2 separate regions of the Gossypium hirsutum genome follow, and region 1 is linked to region 2. A link is a contact called in public Hi-C data. All regions are on one chromosome and are shown on one strand. The core of a region is the stretch at or near the end of the contact, and the rest is flanking DNA. Distances in the headings are between cores, read along the strand shown.

Region 1 (6,066 bases), core at 619-3,118, 280 kb after region 2:
AAATATATTTTAATTTTTTTCTAATATGACAACATTAATAGATGACATGAGATTTGTGTCATATGTAAGAGTCATTAGTTGTAAAAATGTAAAATATTTGGTATATTAAGAATGAAATTTTTAGATTTCATAAATATTGTTAGAGTTAATAAATATTCTCTAAAAGTATAATAAAATACTAAAAATATAAACACATTAATTTTTTTTTAAATTTATGAAATAAAAAATATACTATTATTATATCAAATATTCACTTTTATATAGGGGCGAAATTAGGGGACTGGAAGGGACTCGACCCCTCTAAAATAATTTGTTTTCATTTAAAAATTTTAAATTGATAAAAGTAAAATTATATTTTTACTCTCCTAAAAATATAAAAATTTAATTTAATCTTTCGAAAATTATAAAAATATAAACTATTAAAATAATAAAATTACATTTTTACTATTATAAAATAATAATTTAATCTTGATCCTTAACAAAAATTTTGATTTAGCCTCTACTCTTACACTAAATACGTGACTAGATGAATTTAGATAAAAAAAATCAAATATCAATTTTGAAAGAAAAGTCAAATTGAGATTTAAGAAATTACTTAAAACCCTTATTTTGATTAGAGCATTCAATCAAATCAATCAAATCATTTCTGGTGACATTCGCATGACTAAGAGAGAGAGAGAGAGAGCATAGAATTATTGTTCTCAATATTATATATTCCAATCCAAAAGGGGAAAGCACAAGCTACAATACCTCAAAAACGGCATGCATGCTTTGGAACCTCTCCTTCTTAACATAAAAATTAAAATTTAGTATTTTACAACTGCTTAAACTATTTAATTTAAAAAGCTAATTATAAATTATTAAAAACATAATTATTTATAATAAATCTTATTGCTTTTAAAATTTTAATTTATAATTTTTTAACTAAATTAATGTTGTATTTACTGAAAACAATTCAATTAAAAATATTATAAATAGCACAAATAATTAATTAAATTAAAAAATACAAATATTGACTTACAATGTTTCTAATAAATGATAAAATATGGCAATAAATTACTGATTTAAGTGACAAATAATTTGAATTGAAGCCAAGTTAATTGAGAATTTTAATGTTAAATAACTTTTTTATTTTATAATTACTTACATATTTAGCTTGAGAATAGAAAAATCCAATTTTTTGTCCACTTGACTAAATTTTATATTGTAATTATTCGGAGGTATTATTATTCTTGTAACAGTGAAATTTAGAAAAGAAAAACGGAAAATCACTAATAATATCTGAGTCAATGGGCTAAAAGGTTGAAAAGATAAAAAAACATGAATTGGATACTCCACTGATATGACGTTGACACGATATTATATGTGGTCACATCAATTTTCTTTCAACTTATCTAAAGATAATTAAGCTTAGTCTACTTAATAAATAGCATAGTTCTCATTTAATTTTTTGTTTTTTATTTTTTAATTTTTAAAAAAATTAGTAAAAATTAATAAAGATTAATTTTCCGAATAATTAAATATAAAACTAAAATAATTTTTTAAAATTAAAGGACCCATAAATTAAAATATAATGGAATTGTTGAAATCTACTTCAACATGTAAAAATACAGAGAAAATACTAATTATATATGTATTACATTAATTTATAAGGAAGGACTTAAAGTTTTAAAATTCATTAAACTGAATTGATTGATTAAAACAATCGATGAATACCAATTTCAAAATCGAAGTGTAAAGGTAATAAAGAATCTGTGATCAGGATAAGGAAAAAGAAAAGGAAATGCCAGTTGTGAAGATATTATTGAGAAAAGGAGAACCCAAGTGTGGAAGGGAGTGTATGGGGTCTGGACACGTAAGGAGTATAGGGTTAACGTGGAATGTGAAGCATAAAATAATTAGCAGCACCCACCGCCCCATTGGGCTCTTCTCTGACACACGATTGAAAAGAAATACACACACAAAAGATAAGAAATGTGTGTTGAGGGATGCCCTTCCTCTTTGCCTTTTGCCTTTGCCTTCTTATGTCTCTTTACTGCTTTGCTTTTATCTTACATGCTTCTTGGCAAGTTGCAAATTGGGCTGCTAATAATATCCTTTGACGTCATCCCAGTTTCATTGCTTCTCAAAGCAAAAGGATTCAATAATGTCCTTGTTTGATGCCCATTTTTATTAGGGTTATCGATGCCAAACTTATACAAGAAAATGAATTTAACAAAACTGAAATAAAGGATTGAATGTGTCTTACCATCTCTCGGATTAACAGTGAGAATAAGTTGATAAGTCAACAAGTAATTAAATTAGGATGAATCTTTAAACATCTGGAGAAAAGTAAAACTTTAAAATAGAATTTTATTGATGAATAAAAATACAACTACAAAGGTTGTCAAACTATTTATTTATAAGTCAAAGATGCTAGGAAATCTTAAAAGAAATAAAACTCGAAGAATGTGTTTCAACATATATTTTAAATAAAGACCAGGAACTAAAGGAGATACAAACTGAAGACATAAACCATGATCTCTATCTAGTCAAGAAGTTCTTCGGCGAAAGGTCGATTTGTTTCAATGCTACGGAAAGAACTCTACTTGATCTGTGGAGGTCTAATCCAGGAGCTAACATCAAAATTATGGATACGAATCTGTATCTGATTCATGTGGCCCATCATCCATTAACAATTTCATTCTTCTCATTCAATTTGTTAAAGGAGAAAACCAGAAGATATATATTTCCATTTTGCAGATTTTGGGGCATAGGTACATGGATTTCCACTAAGTTTTTCTTCGGAAATTCTTGCTAATAATTTAAGAAATGTTATGGGAAATTTTTTATAATTGCGATGATTTTAGTAAATGAAATATTTGGATTAATTATATGCGTGTATATATCATTACTAAATATAATTTTGTCAAGCCTTAGTTAAATGACATTTGTCATCCATGTGTTGTCCTCATAGGATATTTGTAATCCCTTTAGGTCAAATGTGCTCAATTACTTAAATTCCTTTTGATCTCGTGGTCTCTATTGTATCTTCTCTAATGATAATGATGAAATTATTTGTTTTGGACAAATGACTCATGACCATGTTCCATATTTATAATCTAGACAATACCATGGAGAGGATGCTATCTACTATTTCCTCGAGCTATGATTTTGTTGGAGACTAAAGTCGATAATTTCTCATAAAAACAGAGTGTGTAAGTGGTGGTCAAAGTGACCGTGGAAGTGGGTACTTCAGATGGCACTGTGATAAACACAGTAGAAAAATACGGTATGCAAAATTGTTCACGTAATTTTGTTTCCCTATATTTGCGGAGCTTAGCTCAATAAGAAAATTCACTATCTTTAATCCCAATACAACAAGTGAATTAAGTCATTATGACACTCTGGCACAACAACCTCACTTCTGTATCTAAAGGTATAGATCACTCACTTCTAAGTTCTTAACTCGCTCTGGGAACTTAATGTTGAGATTTAGTGCTCTTAATATAGTATTTTCATCTATGCATACTTGTATTTTTCGAAGAAATTGGTTTAAAAAAAGATGAAATTGGTTTAAAAAAAGATACATTAATGTTTAAAAGATTCATTAATTACATTAATATCTTTTGTATATTTTTCTTACTGGGTTTTCCTTACGTGGTCGGATCATAATACAAAAATACAACTTACATTAGTAGATAATATAAACATGTCATTAGTTTAATCGGAAACCAGCAAATCGATTGAAAGATTAATATGATGTTTATCAAGTCCCATTGGGGAGATAACTTATCTTAGGTATTGGAACAAATGACTTCCAGAAGATAAAGATATAAATATGACTGACTAAATTGATAGTACGTTGGATAGATGCCAAGTAGAATAGATCTTAGATCCGTTTATGGATTTATTCACTTGTAACATTCATAGTGTGATATAATATCTTGAGTGGATGATTGACTATGTATGTGTGACTCATATACTTTGATGTAAATAAAAACTTAAGTTTAAATAAATAAGAAACTGAAAGTTGGTACTTTGAGTATATGACTTCTATAATATGTAGCACCATTCCACAATAGTAGAATTCATACCTCAAAGAAAGGTAAATAAAATCCTCTCATCGACATTATATGATAGATGAAAAGTAAAATATGATCACGGATCATTTGTATTTGTGATAAATGATTTAATTACTATTTGATAGTATTTCACTTTTAATTAAGGAAGATGTAATGGTTACTATGAGATAAAATAGGATCATATGGGAGAACGAATTTATCCCAAATAGATTAAAGATATCCTATGAGGGTAACACACTTATGACAAGGTTATTGGATGAACACTTATTAAGTAGCTTTCCTAATGGTAAAGATATCCTATGAGGGTAACATACTTATGACAAGGTTATTGGATGAACACTTATTAAGTAGCTTTCCTAATGGTATGTAATAAGGGAGAGTTCAGTCACGATACTTTAGTGGAATGACTTTGTGACTAAATATTGTTATTATTAATAGGCGAAAAGCCAAAATTTAATTATAAATTATTTGATGTCTAATTATATATGTCCAATTGGTCCCTGCACTAGCTCAAGATAACTAGAAACAAATTGCATGTAGAACCAATAGATTGAAATGGATAGAAACAAAGAAGTAAAAGAAATAGATCGTGTGTATCACTATTGACAGTGAATGCGTTTCCTCGCTAAGTAAAGAAATGATTTGAGAATTAATTTAAATTTCTTCAAGTTATTATTTAATTATTTTATTATTAAATAATTGAATTTTGAAGATGGCATTAAATTAATAGTCATTACGAAATCGTTGAATAAGGAAATTAAATATATTTCCTCATAGATTCTATTACAATAAAGTTATCACTTTAATGAAATTAAAACTGGGTTGAAAAAATTATTTAATTGAGAAATTAATTTAGTTAATTTAATTAACTTAACTGATTAAATAATATTTATTTTGTATTTCTATTTAAATAATATTATTTATTCAAGACTCATTCAACAAGAACTATTATATTTTTCTCTATAAATAGAGAGCATCAATTGAGCTATTCACATATCATTCATATGTTGTTATTCATCTAGAAAGTAGTGATAATTTATTTACAAAGAATCAATTCTATTTCTTTTGGAATTGTGAATTTTACCGATTTATAGAGAGAACTTACTTTCCTACTTTTATTAAATTGTCCATGGTGCGAAAGTGTTCCGGAGTGTGCTTCCTATTTATTTTTTTAGTGTAACATCCCGAAATAGGGCCTAGTCAAAATAGTGGTTTCGGTACCACAGATCAGACATCAAAATATTTATTTTATGATTATTATAAGGCCTAGAATATGAGTATAAGCATGTGTTAAAGTTTCATGAAGAAATTCTTTGAGCAATATGTTCAATTGGAAATTAGGGATTAAATTGAATAAATTGCAAAACTTGATTTCTAGAAGAAATTTGTATGAAATTGCTTTGGGTTATGAATTAGAAGGTCTTGGAGATCAATTTACCCAAATTCTAAATTTTTGGACAAAAATGGGCTTGCGTGGATGAAATTTTAAAGAAAGGGCATTTTGGTCATTTTGGTCATTAAGTTTTTTTATGAAATAAAATAGGAAAAATGAACCAAAATCAGCTCATTTCCTCCTTCATCCAGCTGAAATTCCCAAGTCTCCATAGCTAGGGTTTTCAAGCCTTCCAAGCTCAATAGTAAGTGCTCTCAAGCCCCGTTTTTCATGCTCTTTGTATTTTTGAAATCCCGATAGCTTGCTCTCTCCTTTTCTATCCATATTTCATGCTAGGGTTCATGTTTAAAAAAATTACGCATGCATGAGTTACTTTTATTTTGATGGATTATGGAGGAATATGAAAGATGAATGTGTATTAAACATCTTTTCCTAGTTGATTTTTATGAAAAACCCTTATAGGGACTATTTTGCAAAAGATGTAAATGTATGGTAGAAATGAGAAAATAATGGATAATGTGGGCTACCATAAGAAGAAAAATTGTTTGGCTAGGCTTGGGTAAGATAGAAAGTGCATATGTTTCATTATACGAGCCTAGGGACTAAATC
Region 2 (5,663 bases), core at 2,615-5,114:
TTCATAAGCCTTTTCCCAATCATCTACAACCTCCAATGGCTCTGTTTCATTTAAACCCCCACCCAGCAGCCCAGCTGAACTTGAATTGGCAGCATTTGAATCCATTTTTGACAAGGATTGAACCCCAGCCAGCTTTGAAGGATCTTCTGATCGAACTGCTCCAGAAGATGAGCTTACACCTGTTTCAGAATCCAGAACACTCCAGCGGTTAACTGAAGCAGCAATTGGAGCATCTTTGCCTTTCCATGCAGAGCCCGGATCTGAAGTGACACCAAGAGACTCATCACCACCCCATGAATCTTCCTTCCAACCAAGCTCCTGCACCACAGCCTTCTTCCATGGATTTGCCTTTACAGCAGAACTTGGCCCTGTTCCTCCCCACGCATTATTAGCAGATGATGCTCCACCACTTTGAACAAAGGCAATTGCCCCAGTATAAATTGATCCATGATCCAATCTCCTCATAGCTGTTGCAGCTCGAGCAGGATCACTAAATACAGCCAATGCATTCTTGTCATTCAACCAAACAAGTTCACACTCCCCACCAAACCTCAACACTAATGCACTTATATCAGATTCTCGGGGCAAATCTAGGAAAGAAACAACAAGCCTTGGATCCATGTCTACTGGAGGATCAAAAACAGGAGGGTGTAACGCCCCAGTACTGGTCGACCCTTTAGCCCCAATGATGCGAGCTGGTGGTTTGGATTTGGCAGTAACATGAACCACAATAAAACGTTTGGGCTCCCAACCAGCAGCACTAATAGTAAGCTTCCACCTTTCTGCTATTATCCTGATAGCATCTCTCTTATCCTTCAGCATTGGACAGAACACATGAACCTTCAGACCCGTTGTTGTTCCTCTGTTCTTGCCAAGTACCAAAAGCTTGCATCTCTCTTCTACAGCTAGAACCCACTTCGGATCACGCCTGTACAGGTCAAAAAGCACCTCTGACGCAACCAAATTCTCACCAAAATGAAGTGCGTCCAAATTTGGGGGAGTGATGTCAAAGGCATCTGCAAGAATCCGTTTGCGCTCCAACTTAGCACATTCATCATCACACATAAGCTTCCTTTGTCCAAGAGGAATCTTTTTGCCAGTTGATTCCACTAGTTGAAGAGGCACGGGCAATTTTTGGATAATAGAAGCTTCAAAAACTGTATCAGCATTGAAGCCACCAGTACAGCCCCCAGCATCGCAAGGGACAGTTGCGCTTAGCCGGCCACAAGAACACGTGATTGTAACTCGAAAATCACACCTAACATCAGGACATGGTGCAGAGGGATGACAAGGTGCAGAACATGTATGCCTGCAGTCTCTCCGAGGGGCACCACATGTCTGCCCACAAGAGGTCCTGACACCAGGCTCAGCTCCAGATGATGCATCACATGGCGCTGGGTGACACGTCCTCCCACATGCATGTAATCCACATTGCCTGGTCTTCCCGCAGAGCTTGTTACATCTGATATCTTTTGACCCACAAGGAATGTTCCTAAGAACAACATGTCCTCCAATGCATTCCTTCGCCACAGGCACAGAACAAGGTGGACAGTCTCCAAAATGGCAGCTGTGAGAAGACGAATGGCCACAAGGCTGAGGAACTGAGCATGGAAGTTGACATGAAGGTGGTGGTGTACCACAAGGCAATGGTGGAGGGATTGAAGTTCTTCCACAAGCACATGTCAAATCAGTAAAGATCGTTTCCAAGCATGGGGGGCAGTGACCACTGTGACAAAGAGATTCACAAGAATGCTGTCCACACCTCAGCTTCTTCCCACATGCCATTTGGCAGAAGTGTGGATCCCAACCACCGGAGCGAAGACTATTAGAGTTTGAGAGAGGGCAGCATCGCTCGCTACATCGATGTCTACCACAACTCTTCTTACGCCCACAAGGCTTGTCACATGTAAATCTCTCATTTTCAAGTGTTGTTTTGTAGCATTCCACCCTCCGCGAAGTTGATCCACAGAGGCATTTTTGGGTGACAAGAACTAGACAAGGTGGACAATTCCCAGCATGACAGACTTGGTCACATCGGTGCACTTGACAAGGAAGGAACTTGGCACATGTCTCTGAACAAGTTGGAATTGGGTCCAAACAACTTTGCCTTTGCTCCTGCAAGCTTGTTTTCCCACAGTAACAAGACCTGATCTTGCTTGGCATCAGCTCACAATCCCCACAAGGACCAGGATGGCAATTTTCATCACAGTAATGGTTACCACATCTAAGCTTCTTTCCACACGTTGAACTACAAGAAAAAATGCCATCTTCTGCTTTCACCTTTCCCTTCACAACCATGTCACCGCAGACGACAACTTCAACCTTTTTCTTGCAGAAACAGGGGGCATTAATTAGAACTTTGCAAGGATCACAAGCTCCGACATGGCAAATACGTTCACACTGATGGCGCCCACACTCAAGAAGTTTACCACACCGCTGACCACAAGTAAGAACCGACTTCCTATCAGAACATCTGGTTGTAATAACTTTCTTACCACAAGGACACAAACGTGGTGGAGCAAACGCCTTACAAGGAGGACATGGACCAGGGTGACATTGCAAGACACAAACATGAGGGCAAAGTTCATCCTTCATCACCCTAGAACCTAATCCCAGCTCCTTCTCAAGGGGCTTTCCACAGGGCTCCCCGCATGAATGCGGAGTCAAGTACAAATCAGAAGGAGGGTCGGTCCTCTTTCCACAAAAGCAAACATACCGTATCTCCTTAGAGGATGTGAACTGCACAGACTGACAGCCCGGACAACGCCAATTAAAACCCTGATTCTTCTCGGCCACCAAATCAACAGAAGTGGGTGCCCTCGCCCATTTCTTAATACAATTGAGGTGAAAGATAGAATAACAACTTGAGCACGACCATATAGCACCAGACCTCGGTACCATATCATAACAAATCATACATTCAACCGTACTCTTTATAAGCTTGTCCTGAATTTCCTGCACAAGCTGTGGCAAATTAGGATCAACCTCCTTCCTTACCGCCACCTGAGTCTCACTCCTTCCCTTTTCCCTATCTCTCCTATGGTTGGTGGGCCGACCAGTTTGTCTGTACCTATTATCATTTCGTGTTGAGGTTTGATTGACATTAGGGGTTGAATTAGAGGCGGCCGTTGAGCTGCTTTCAACGGTGGTGGTTGTGGATGAAGATCCTCTAGGAACCCATTCTTGACGAGTGCTTTGTGAAGGGTTTCTTGATCTATTTCGGCCTTGAAAGCTCATAATTTTGTAGTTGAAGTCAACGAACTTTGTAAATCCGATGGAATTTTTTTGTGTGTGTGTGGACGAAACAAAAGATTCAAATACTAACTTTATAGCTTTGATCCTCCTCCTAAAACTGTAATACCACAAAAATAAAAAGAACATCAATAACCCCAGCAATCCCTTGGTTCGAAAGGGTAAACAGATAGGCAAAACAAACAAAAGAATCAAACGAATAGTTGAGAAAATTGATATTCAATCAAAAAGAGAAAAACATCTCGGTTACAGGAAATCCCAAAAACCAAATCTGGAATCATGCAAAGAGATGAGAAAGGGAACGCACCTGATGAAGAAAATGAAAACCAAAACTTAATGCTTATGATTCCTGTTTGTGTGGGGGCATAACAAGTGAGGGGGGTCTCCCTTTTCTCGAAAATGAGAAAACCGACAGGTAGAAAGGGTGGAGATGGAGAGGGAGAGGGAGAGGGAGAGGGAGAGGGGGAGTATATATAGGGAAGGATTGGCTTGGGGCTAAAGGAAAACGAGACTAATTCGTCACCATAAAACAACCGAGTTAAAATATGGGCATGTTATGATGTTTCAACTTTCAAGCATATGCATACGGCTGGCAATGGCGTGCATCCTTGCTGCCCACTCAAGGGGCTTGACTCAGCCGCCTTATCTCACCTGCATCTCCATGGGCCTTGGCCCGAATTCTACATAGCAGTTTAATGTAGAAATTGCCCAATTTGCACTCTTAGAAACGGTGCCCTCAGGCCTGAGCTACCCACTTGGATATGGCTCTTTCTATTATTTTCATTTATTATGTATGTTACCAATTTTATATTTTAATAATTAATTAAATAAATTATTTATAATTGATTAATACAAATATTAGACTGACTTTATGAAATTGAATTTCACCTCTCCCCAATCAATATTTCATTTCTATTCCTTTTCAATTTAAAATATGTTTTAGAACAGTATTTCCGGCTGCTAATCTAAATTACGCACAAGTTTAAGATAAATTTAAAATATTATCTTTGTTGTTGATTATTTTATTATATTAACATTTAATAATAAAAAATATTATTATAATATTATAATTAAACAATAATTCTTATAACATAATTGTTTTAAAATTAAATATGTTGTAAGCATCCAAAACTTAAATTCGATCTCAAGAAATTCTATTCTTCCTCTCGAAATATAAATAAATAATAACTCTTAAATAAATAATCACATTATGAAGCAATTAATAGAACTATAATTAAACCGCAATAACATTAAATAAAACAATATATAAGTTTTAATAAAATTTGTTTCAATTTTATAAAACAACTAAGATATAGATAAACCAACCCTAAAACAACCTTAGTATTGTTCACATCAACCACCATGCATGAAGGAGGGGAAGAGCATCGGGTTCTGGCGAAGGCAATCTACCTGGCCAACCGCATGCATGCAATCCAAAGTAACTCATTGGAAAATTTTGATAGCTTTTAAAATTTTATAAATCAAGCCTTTTTATTATTTATAGTAATAAATTTTACCAAATTTATTACTTTTATTATCTATGTTTTTTACTAAGTAGTCTAGTCGTTTCCAGCTTTCTGCCAACATATTTTTCTTCACTTTTTTCGAACCATCAGTTTTTATAGAAAATGTGCTCTAAAAATACGAACCAATTACACAATTAAATTTTAAAAATTAAATCTCTCTTTAAGCTAGAAGCTTAACTCGAGTCCTCATGAAAAATATAATTTATTTTGGAAATAAATCTCACTATAATTTAGTAGAGTAATTACGTTAAAGATGATATATTTTTGTCATAACTTATAATCTCATTTTATAAAAAAAGTGTAACGTCCCAAAAATCTAATCTTTGATATCAATGATAAAATACGTTATAATAAATTATTTACTTTAATTATTTACGGCCTTGAATGCATGTTTTTGGTTATGAGTTCAAAACCCTTTGTCAGCAAGTTGAAAGTGGGATATGATTTGATTTTTTTAAATAAATAGGTTTTAATTAACTAATTAATTTTCCTTTTCCCAAAATACCCCACGTTTCCCCCCTCTGTTTCATGTTCATTTTGTTTTTTTTTTAATTAATTTTTTACTCCCACATTCCCCAATAGTTTCACGTCTGTTTCTTCTTATTATTTTTTTTGTTTCTTTCGTTTGTTTGTTTGTTCTATCGTTTTGTGCGTCGCTTCTTTCCATTTTTTTTTCTTTCACTTCAATCGGTTCTTGATTCCTGTGTGGTGGTGCTTTCAATTTTGTTCTTGTGTTGGTGAGGATCAATCTCTGCTCTCTTTGCGATTGTAAATTTCTGGGTTCTGGTAAGTAAATGTTCTCTCTAGATTTTTATAAGGGTTCATGGTTAATGCTTTAATTACTCTTTTGGAGCATGGGTTAATTTTATGAAACATTCGTTGTTA

What was found. Hi-C and Micro-C count contacts between places; a contact is called where the count stands out from the background.
Region 1: a Hi-C map of leaf shows a contact between it and region 2, with 2.1 times the contacts expected there. The contact joins the enhancer-like site here to the promoter of LOC107888779 in region 2. A contact is called at or near these places in 2 of 34 Hi-C or Micro-C datasets (both in leaf).

The regions. Positions count from the first base shown.
Region 1 is chrA09:46,503,718-46,509,783 of Gossypium_hirsutum_v2.1, forward strand. No RefSeq gene overlaps it. Among protein-coding and RNA genes, the nearest start is that of LOC121207388, 23 kb to the left of the region's middle. Within about 2 kb of position 1,869, at least 6 of the 9 cell types and tissues checked have an H3K27ac peak or open chromatin away from gene starts, as enhancers often do. A contact at or near this core is called in leaf, where this site is marked.
Region 2 is chrA09:46,223,060-46,228,722 of Gossypium_hirsutum_v2.1, forward strand. It overlaps LOC107888779 (NF-X1-type zinc finger protein NFXL1), which reads right to left and starts at 3,865. Exons shown (of 2, transcript XM_016812982.2): 1 at 3,560-3,865; 2 at 1-3,352. The coding sequence starts at 3,237.